Regions from separate parts of the Siniperca chuatsi genome. Here region 1 is linked to region 2. A link is a contact called in public Hi-C data. All regions are on one chromosome and are shown on one strand. Each heading gives the region's core, a stretch centred on a gene start, on an enhancer-like site or on the middle of the called end of the contact. The rest is flanking DNA. Distances are from core to core; before and after follow the strand shown.

The links. Hi-C and Micro-C count contacts between places; a contact is called where the count stands out from the background.
Region 1: a contact with region 2 is called in a Hi-C map of skeletal muscle, with 1.7 times the contacts expected there. The contact joins the enhancer-like site here to the promoter of LOC122869815 in region 2. A contact is called at or near these places in 2 of 3 Hi-C or Micro-C datasets (skeletal muscle and an unstated tissue).

Annotation. Positions count from the first base shown.
Region 1 is chrLG22:6,349,134-6,352,756 of ASM2008510v1, reverse strand. All of the region lies in intron 4 of LOC122869821, which reads left to right. Among protein-coding and RNA genes, the nearest start is that of LOC122869821, 4.6 kb to the left of the region's middle. Within about 2 kb of position 2,131, the one cell type or tissue checked has an H3K27ac peak away from gene starts, as active enhancers do.
Region 2 is chrLG22:6,261,373-6,264,791 of ASM2008510v1, reverse strand. LOC122869815 reads left to right here and starts at 1,693. Exons shown (of 7, transcript XM_044183143.1): 1 at 1,693-1,853; 2 at 2,880-3,021; 3 at 3,189-3,419. The coding sequence starts at 2,976.

The sequences.
Region 1 (3,623 bases), core at 882-3,381, 88 kb before region 2:
CTGTTTCAGCTTCCATCAAATAACAGAGTCAGGTCTGTCCATTTAACTATTAGTCAGCGCTTAAGCCACTAGAGATAAAGTACTGTACAGAGAGTCTAACTTAATAATATCTCCTGTAGAAAATCCTCATGGAAAAACAAGCCCAAGTGTGATACTGGCTGCTGTGACTGACACTGGTATGGCTGCCAACGTCAGCAAACTTCAGGCAGGTCCTTGTTGTAAGCTGTTTTATATTTTGTTTTATTAAGTTATCTTAATATGATCAAAAAAATCCAAAGCTTCTTGTTTGGAAAATTGCATGAACTGCAATGTTTCGGTTAACTGACCAGATATACTGTTTCTGTCTTTTAGCTGATAATGAATCAGAATCCACAACAGAGAGAGGTGAATCTAATTCTGACATGGAATTAAGATTAAGGTTAAATTAAGGTCAAATTTTATACTTGTATGTTTTATGGTTTAAAAGCTGCTGGAATCACTTCGGGTAATTTATATTTTATTTCTTCTCACCGACTCAGCTGTGTAAGATGTTACTGTCAATACTTTTGTTTAGAGAATCTGGACTCTGATGACCTGAAGGACGCAGCACTGACTTTGTATTCAACAGCAATAAGAAGCAGGAGGCCTGCATCAGAGAGGGAAGTGGAAGCTCATGTTATTTATGCTGCCAGCAGGAAGAAACTGGAACTGCAACTCTGAGTGTGACTGATGATTTATCATATTAAACTGCTGCAACTCAGCAGAAGGACATTTTAATAAAGTTCCTATATTCATGGTCAGTTTGCATTTTCTTTGTTTGTCTAAGAGGAACAAGGACATATTTGATGTTTCATGAGGAGGAGCCACAAAGGGCACTGATGGCAGACCATTTGACTCGTCCTGTGAGTAAGTTTGACAGTCAGGGGGAGGGAGGCGTGAGTGAGATACACATCACTTCACAGGAAGAGGCAGCACAGTGCGGTCTGAGCACAACTGACATGAAAGTCACGAGGCCTTTAAAGACAAAGCTTTGTAGCAAAGTAAAAAAAAGAAACAGTGAAAACTGGCCTACTTGAGTTAGACTAAATAATATCAGACTCTTTATTTATACAGATTGGAAAAAAATGTCAATTAAAAAAAAACATTTTCCATTTTCACCTTCGTAGAAGCCGTGTTGTACATTGTTTATGTTGTTATGGAGTCACGACTGAATTCGATGCCAACGTGAGAGTTTTTGTCTCAGATCTATAACATTTGGAACAGGCAAACTATGGCAAATGTTGTCTAGCCTGCATTAGACTTTACCTTAAAGGATCTCTACAATTGATACCATTACTTTCACTGCAGAAGAGGTGGGTCCTCCTCTTTACATCAACAGGTGCATACAGCAGCAGTTCATTCTTGCTCCAGCAAATATCCAGTATAGTAAGGTATCAGATGGGAGGAATTTAGGTCAATCTGTCTAAAGTCTAATTTTGTGAAAAAGATTCAATATTAAGGTAAATATATTATTGTATTGCTAGTGGTAGTACTAGTTTTGATTCTCACATGGTTCTTTCTCTCCTGCTCTCAGTCTCTGTCTTATTTATATTTGTTTGTCGTTGATCGTGATCTAAAGATAAGAAAAACAAAAACCCATTTGTGGTTTGATGGAGGAGGAGCCAGCAAAGGACACTGATGACTGTCAAATGTCCTTATAGGGAGAGTGTGAAAGCAGGGAGGAGTGAGCGACGTACACATCACTTGTTTGGCGGGAAGAGAAAGCACAGTGTGGTGTGAGCACAACTGAGCTGAAGACTGAGGCCTGTTAGATCAAAGCTCTGTGAGAACAAAGTCAAATCCTTGTTAAATAAAACCTGATATGAAGTGGAGAATACTGGCTTAATTTCCTCTGTAACATTGACGAAGTGATGGGCCTCTACATTAGAGAGAGTCTACAGGGAGGGAGGAGAAAGTGACGTACACATTATATGTTTAGAATAAAACATTCACTAATGTAGAAAATGTTTCCGCAAGACATTTTTTTCTCTATTTGACTGGATACTGACTTTTATTAAGTTTATAATTGTCTGACATAGTGAATGTGTATATGAATGGTTTTCAGTTGTCTATTCTCAGTCTTAGGCTCAATTTTCAACCAAGATACCTACTGTACATCTCGACTCCGCACTGCATCATGTGAATGCAACCCTTGTCTGTCCATGTCTATTCTTCTATGTTTACACCATGTGAGCTGCAGTGAGTACTAAAATACCAAACAGGCAGGCAAAGTAGATCTCAGGTTCAGCCAAACTGGCATATCGCTGCTTGTGCTGCCACATAAATAGAACACTATGTGTGAGTGGAATAGTAGCTTATTGTGTGGTCAGTGACTGACAAGATAAACACAGAAAAACCTCACTTCCTCTTTAAACCTCCTTCAGTGATTTTAAGCTCCATTGCAGTACGACGATCATACCCACAATGATGAGCTTAACTATGATAACAGCTTTACTTCTCTGCATGGCTAACTTGTGTTTAGTTTCATAACCACAAGCAAAACTGAATCTAGTTGCTGCTACAGTTGTTTAGGGGCATTGTTATCTGTTTGTTGCATTATCAGCTGAAAACTAAATCTATCTGCTGTTTATTTCAGGCTGGATCTCTGTCTCAGTTTCTGAGTCTCAGACTGTGGAGGTCCAGTCTGGTGAGGAAGTCACACTGCTCCAACTTTTCCAGGTCTCCCATTCAGATAATCTGGTTCACACTGGCCAACAGAAATCAGCCCCGATGTATTTCCTCCATGTACAATTCTATTGAGTCCGCTGATGGAATAAGGTCATTTATCCATATTATTATCAGCCAGATCTCAAGCCAGTAAAGGATAATAAGTAAAGTAGTTTCCTCAACAATATGCACAAAATAAGCCATTTCTTTATTGTTCAAAAGAAAAGCAGAGAGTCTAATCTAATCATCTTTCTTGTAGAAGAGCCTGGTGAAATAATAAACCTGATGAGTGTGATCCTGAGCGGTGTGACTGTTGTTCTCACTAAGGTCATGACTGTCAAAATGAGGCAACGTCAGACAGGTACTGTTTGAGTGCTGTCCTCTATTTTATTTATGTTGCTTTTGCACATCATCGAATCCATTTTTTTAAGATTTACTTTTATATGTTCTATAGTGGACAAGCTAGTCAAATCACGTCAACTCATGACTAGACAATCACTGTATCATTTATGGTAAACTCATATATGTGAATTTTCCATCCAAAAACAAGAAAGAAGTGGAAACTCAACCTAATTAAGTCTGCAACTAGAAAGACTCAGAGGGCAACTTAAAATGTAGCCCTGATCGAGGACCGTCACACCACATACTGTATCACATTTCTGAATGGCCATCTCACAAAAGTCATTCAGGGGCTCCGAAAATGTCTTACAGCAGGACTGTTAGAAATACAAACTCACTGGATGGTAGGGTTAGGCAGATCATTTTAGCGAGTGGGAAAAAATTAATGCAGACAATCATAGAAAAGGTTTCAATCGTAGTCATCTGGAAACTGTTTTCAGAATCAAGACGTTTCGGCTCCCATCCGGAAGTCATTCTCAATTGTGAAAAATGGTCTGAGATCTCAGAAATTTCAGCTAATCTGTATTACTTAAGCAGAA
Region 2 (3,419 bases), core at 444-2,943:
AAGGAACACAGGGAGGGGAGAGCTACAATAGAGCACACAAGGATATGAGGAGAGATGTGGCTAAAATATGACAGGACGTCATTTAAAAGGGAGCCATTTCTCTGATCCCAGCAAAGGACAGAGAAGAGGGCCGACTCTGGATATTTCCTGGATTGTGGATCTTTTGCCTGTAGAATGCTTGTATAGCCTGCATTTCATTTATATGCTCACTTTAAAAGGGGCGATTCAAGCTGGTTCAGCCAGGCAACTTGTACACTGGCTCCATGAACTCTATTTTCTTATGGATACACCTTTAAATGAATCATGCAAGTTATACAGGTTATGCTGTGTTTGTATGAGTTCCACTCCTCATGAAAGCATATAGTTCTGCAATTCAAGGCACAATACAAATACCACCTGGAATTTTTTTTTTTTTTTTTAAATAGTAGAATAGTAATTGTAGTGTTAATATGAATAAATCTGTAATAATAGGAATGACAGCTATAGGAAAAATAATGTCAGTATTACTAACAGAGCCAATAACAAAAGCTGTAGTAGCAGTTGTCAAGCAGGAACACAGGGACAGCAGGTGGCCCACAACCACAGATCCAGACTCTGCAGCTCCAGAGGTAGAAATACCTGCTGAAAGCGACAGAAGGAGAGAGGAGAGAAACGAGAAAGCACAAAACTGCGGGAGAGAGAAGATGTCGAGTTAGTAACATGCAGTAATGGGATAATAATGCATACAGATGGAGAGGGAGAGAAGGAGAGAGGAAAGAGGTGCATCATGGGAAGTCTCCAGGCAGTCTAGGCCTATAGCAGCATAACTAAGGGATGGTTCAGGTCTCACCCGAGCCAGCCCTAACTATAAGCTTTATCAAAGAGGAAAGTCTTAAGCCTACTCTTAAATGTGGAGATGGTGTCTACCTCTCGAACCCAAACTGGGACCTGATTCCACAGGAGAGGAGCTTGATAGCTGAAGGCTCCGGCTCCAATTCTACTTTTGGAGACTCTAAGAACCACAAGTAACCCTGCATCCTGGGAGCGCAGTGTTCTAGACGGATAACAAGGTATTATCAGCTCTTTAAGATACGATGGTGCCATTTCAATAACCTGTAATCTACAGACCATAGACTGTATACAGGGAGCCACTGGATGTCATGGAAGCAACAGCAACAGTGCTTAGCCTGCTGTGAATATGTACAGTATTAATTACAATTTCAACACCGACCTTTACATTCTACACCCACACTAGAGGATGCCATACTGAGAAAAAAAACAATAAATGATCCAAGTCAACTGTCTGTAGACAAAAAGACATTTAAATCAAAGGATGGAGCGGCTTTAACAAAATATTCATGTTTCATGCATCAGATGATTTAAGATTGCAGTTACCTTTATGTTGTTTCCCCCTGGGCCTGTTTGGAAGCACTTGTTTCCAACTGTATCTGATGTACAACTAGACATGAAGCACTTTGCTGTGTCTTAACATTAACATGAGTATGACCTCAACTTGTGCAGCTTGCTGTTATTCAGTCAGTCAGTCCAGACACTTTCTTTAAAACCCTCCAGGCCACGGAGCGCCCGTTCTATATGTCATTTTAAAATCATTCCCAGTGTATCAAAACACGGAAATAAAGCCCCGAGCTCTGTATTGTAGATACTTTAAGTATTCGTCAATAACCGAAACCGGAAATAAACATCATAACGTTGAGAGCTCTGATTTTTTTGCGGATTTCCACCGAGTTTCCACTTGTAGGCTGAAAAGCTAAACTAAGCGTCCCCGTCTCTTTAATCTTATGGATGCCGTATGATTGTGCTGTGAGAGAGATCCTAACCCACAGTGCATTGTGGAGAAAAGCGACACAGACATTGTGAGTTCAAGTTTGTTGCTCAAAATCACATCACATAATCACCGTCAACAGCGGGACCTACGCAGCTCTCCCTCCCGGAGACGGACGCTGTTTCCGGGGCCCAGTGGTCCGAAGAGTCGGTAGGGAGGACTGACCGGGTCGCGGCGACTTTTCCACATATACATTCGGCGATTTGTTCTTATATAAGTTGCCAAAGACGCTACCTACTACCACATGTCTGTTGTTTGTTCTTAACATTGCTGCGTGGGACATTTCTCTTTAATTCTGAAAGCCTCCCGTTATCCAGGGAAGCATCAGACTCTGAATGTTGACTCACAAAGCAAACGGAGAGAAATGTTGAGGATCACATATTCATTATAAAGTTGAGCTGAAGTGACTTTCTCTTCTTTTAGGTGGACTGAGATGCATTTCTCATTGAATGGTTTGATTGTTTGGCATAATTATCTAATCATTTCATGTAGGCCTTCTCCTCAGTAAAAATAGGGGGTGGTTATATGCTATATATGCTATAAAAGTCTGTGAGGAAGATACATTGAGAACTTAAAGGAAATTGCTCTTTATAAATTTTAGTGCTATTTGTTGTTTTGTCTGGTGTTTTTTTTGTGTTATGTGTTAAATCAATCTCGTAGTCTAAACAGCTACACAGGCCACATATTTGGTATAGATTAAAGAGGAAGTTGTGTTTTTCAAAATGAGCACAACTTGCGACTGTCATTTTCTTTTTCGTTTTTGAGATAGAGCTGTTTGTTTGGGTTGAGTAGGAAAATCCTCATTTAAGTGAGGGTTCTCAGTGAACGGCAGCAACATTCTCGAGTTCCACTGGGGTCTACAGGGTTAAGCATGAAATATCCTGACATTCACAGGATTTGTTTGGATGAGACTTGATGCTTTTATTAAATGCTTTGATATATCTCTTCTATATCCTTGGACTGCTTTTGGAACATTACCAAGATTAGATTTTATCAAATAACCTGAAGTATGAATACTCCTTGACATAAACTTTTACATTTGTGTGGTCCGTTTTAGGGGCAAGAAGAGAAACAAAACGGAAAAAAACATTGAGAGCAACCTTCCTGGTCACAGTTGACTTACAGACTTTGCAGAGCTTCAGTCATACACACAATGATGAACTTCACCTTGATAACAGCTTTGATTCTCTGCAGCATCAGTAAGTACTGCCACTGAATAACTCTCATCAACTTCTTTGCAAACTTTGTTGAATTCTCTAAACCAGCAGAACTAAAATGAGTTACTTATCATTACATTAATTATGAGGTATTGTTTCTCTTTATGTTACTTTGAAAAAAGTCTCTTGTCGTCTGCTGTTTGTTTCAGGCTGGATCTCTGTCTCAGCTTCTGAGTCTCAGACTGTGAATGTCCAGCCTGGTGAAGAAGCCACGCTGCTGTGCTCTAAGACGCCCGAATCTGACTCTTTGGCATTATGGTTCAGAGTGGTCAACAGAACCAAGGCCAGCTCCATTTCCACTATGATCAGCTCTACCAGCAGTCCTGTCTACTTTGATGGATTTCAAAATGGAAAATTTGAAATGGGATCCAACACCTCCG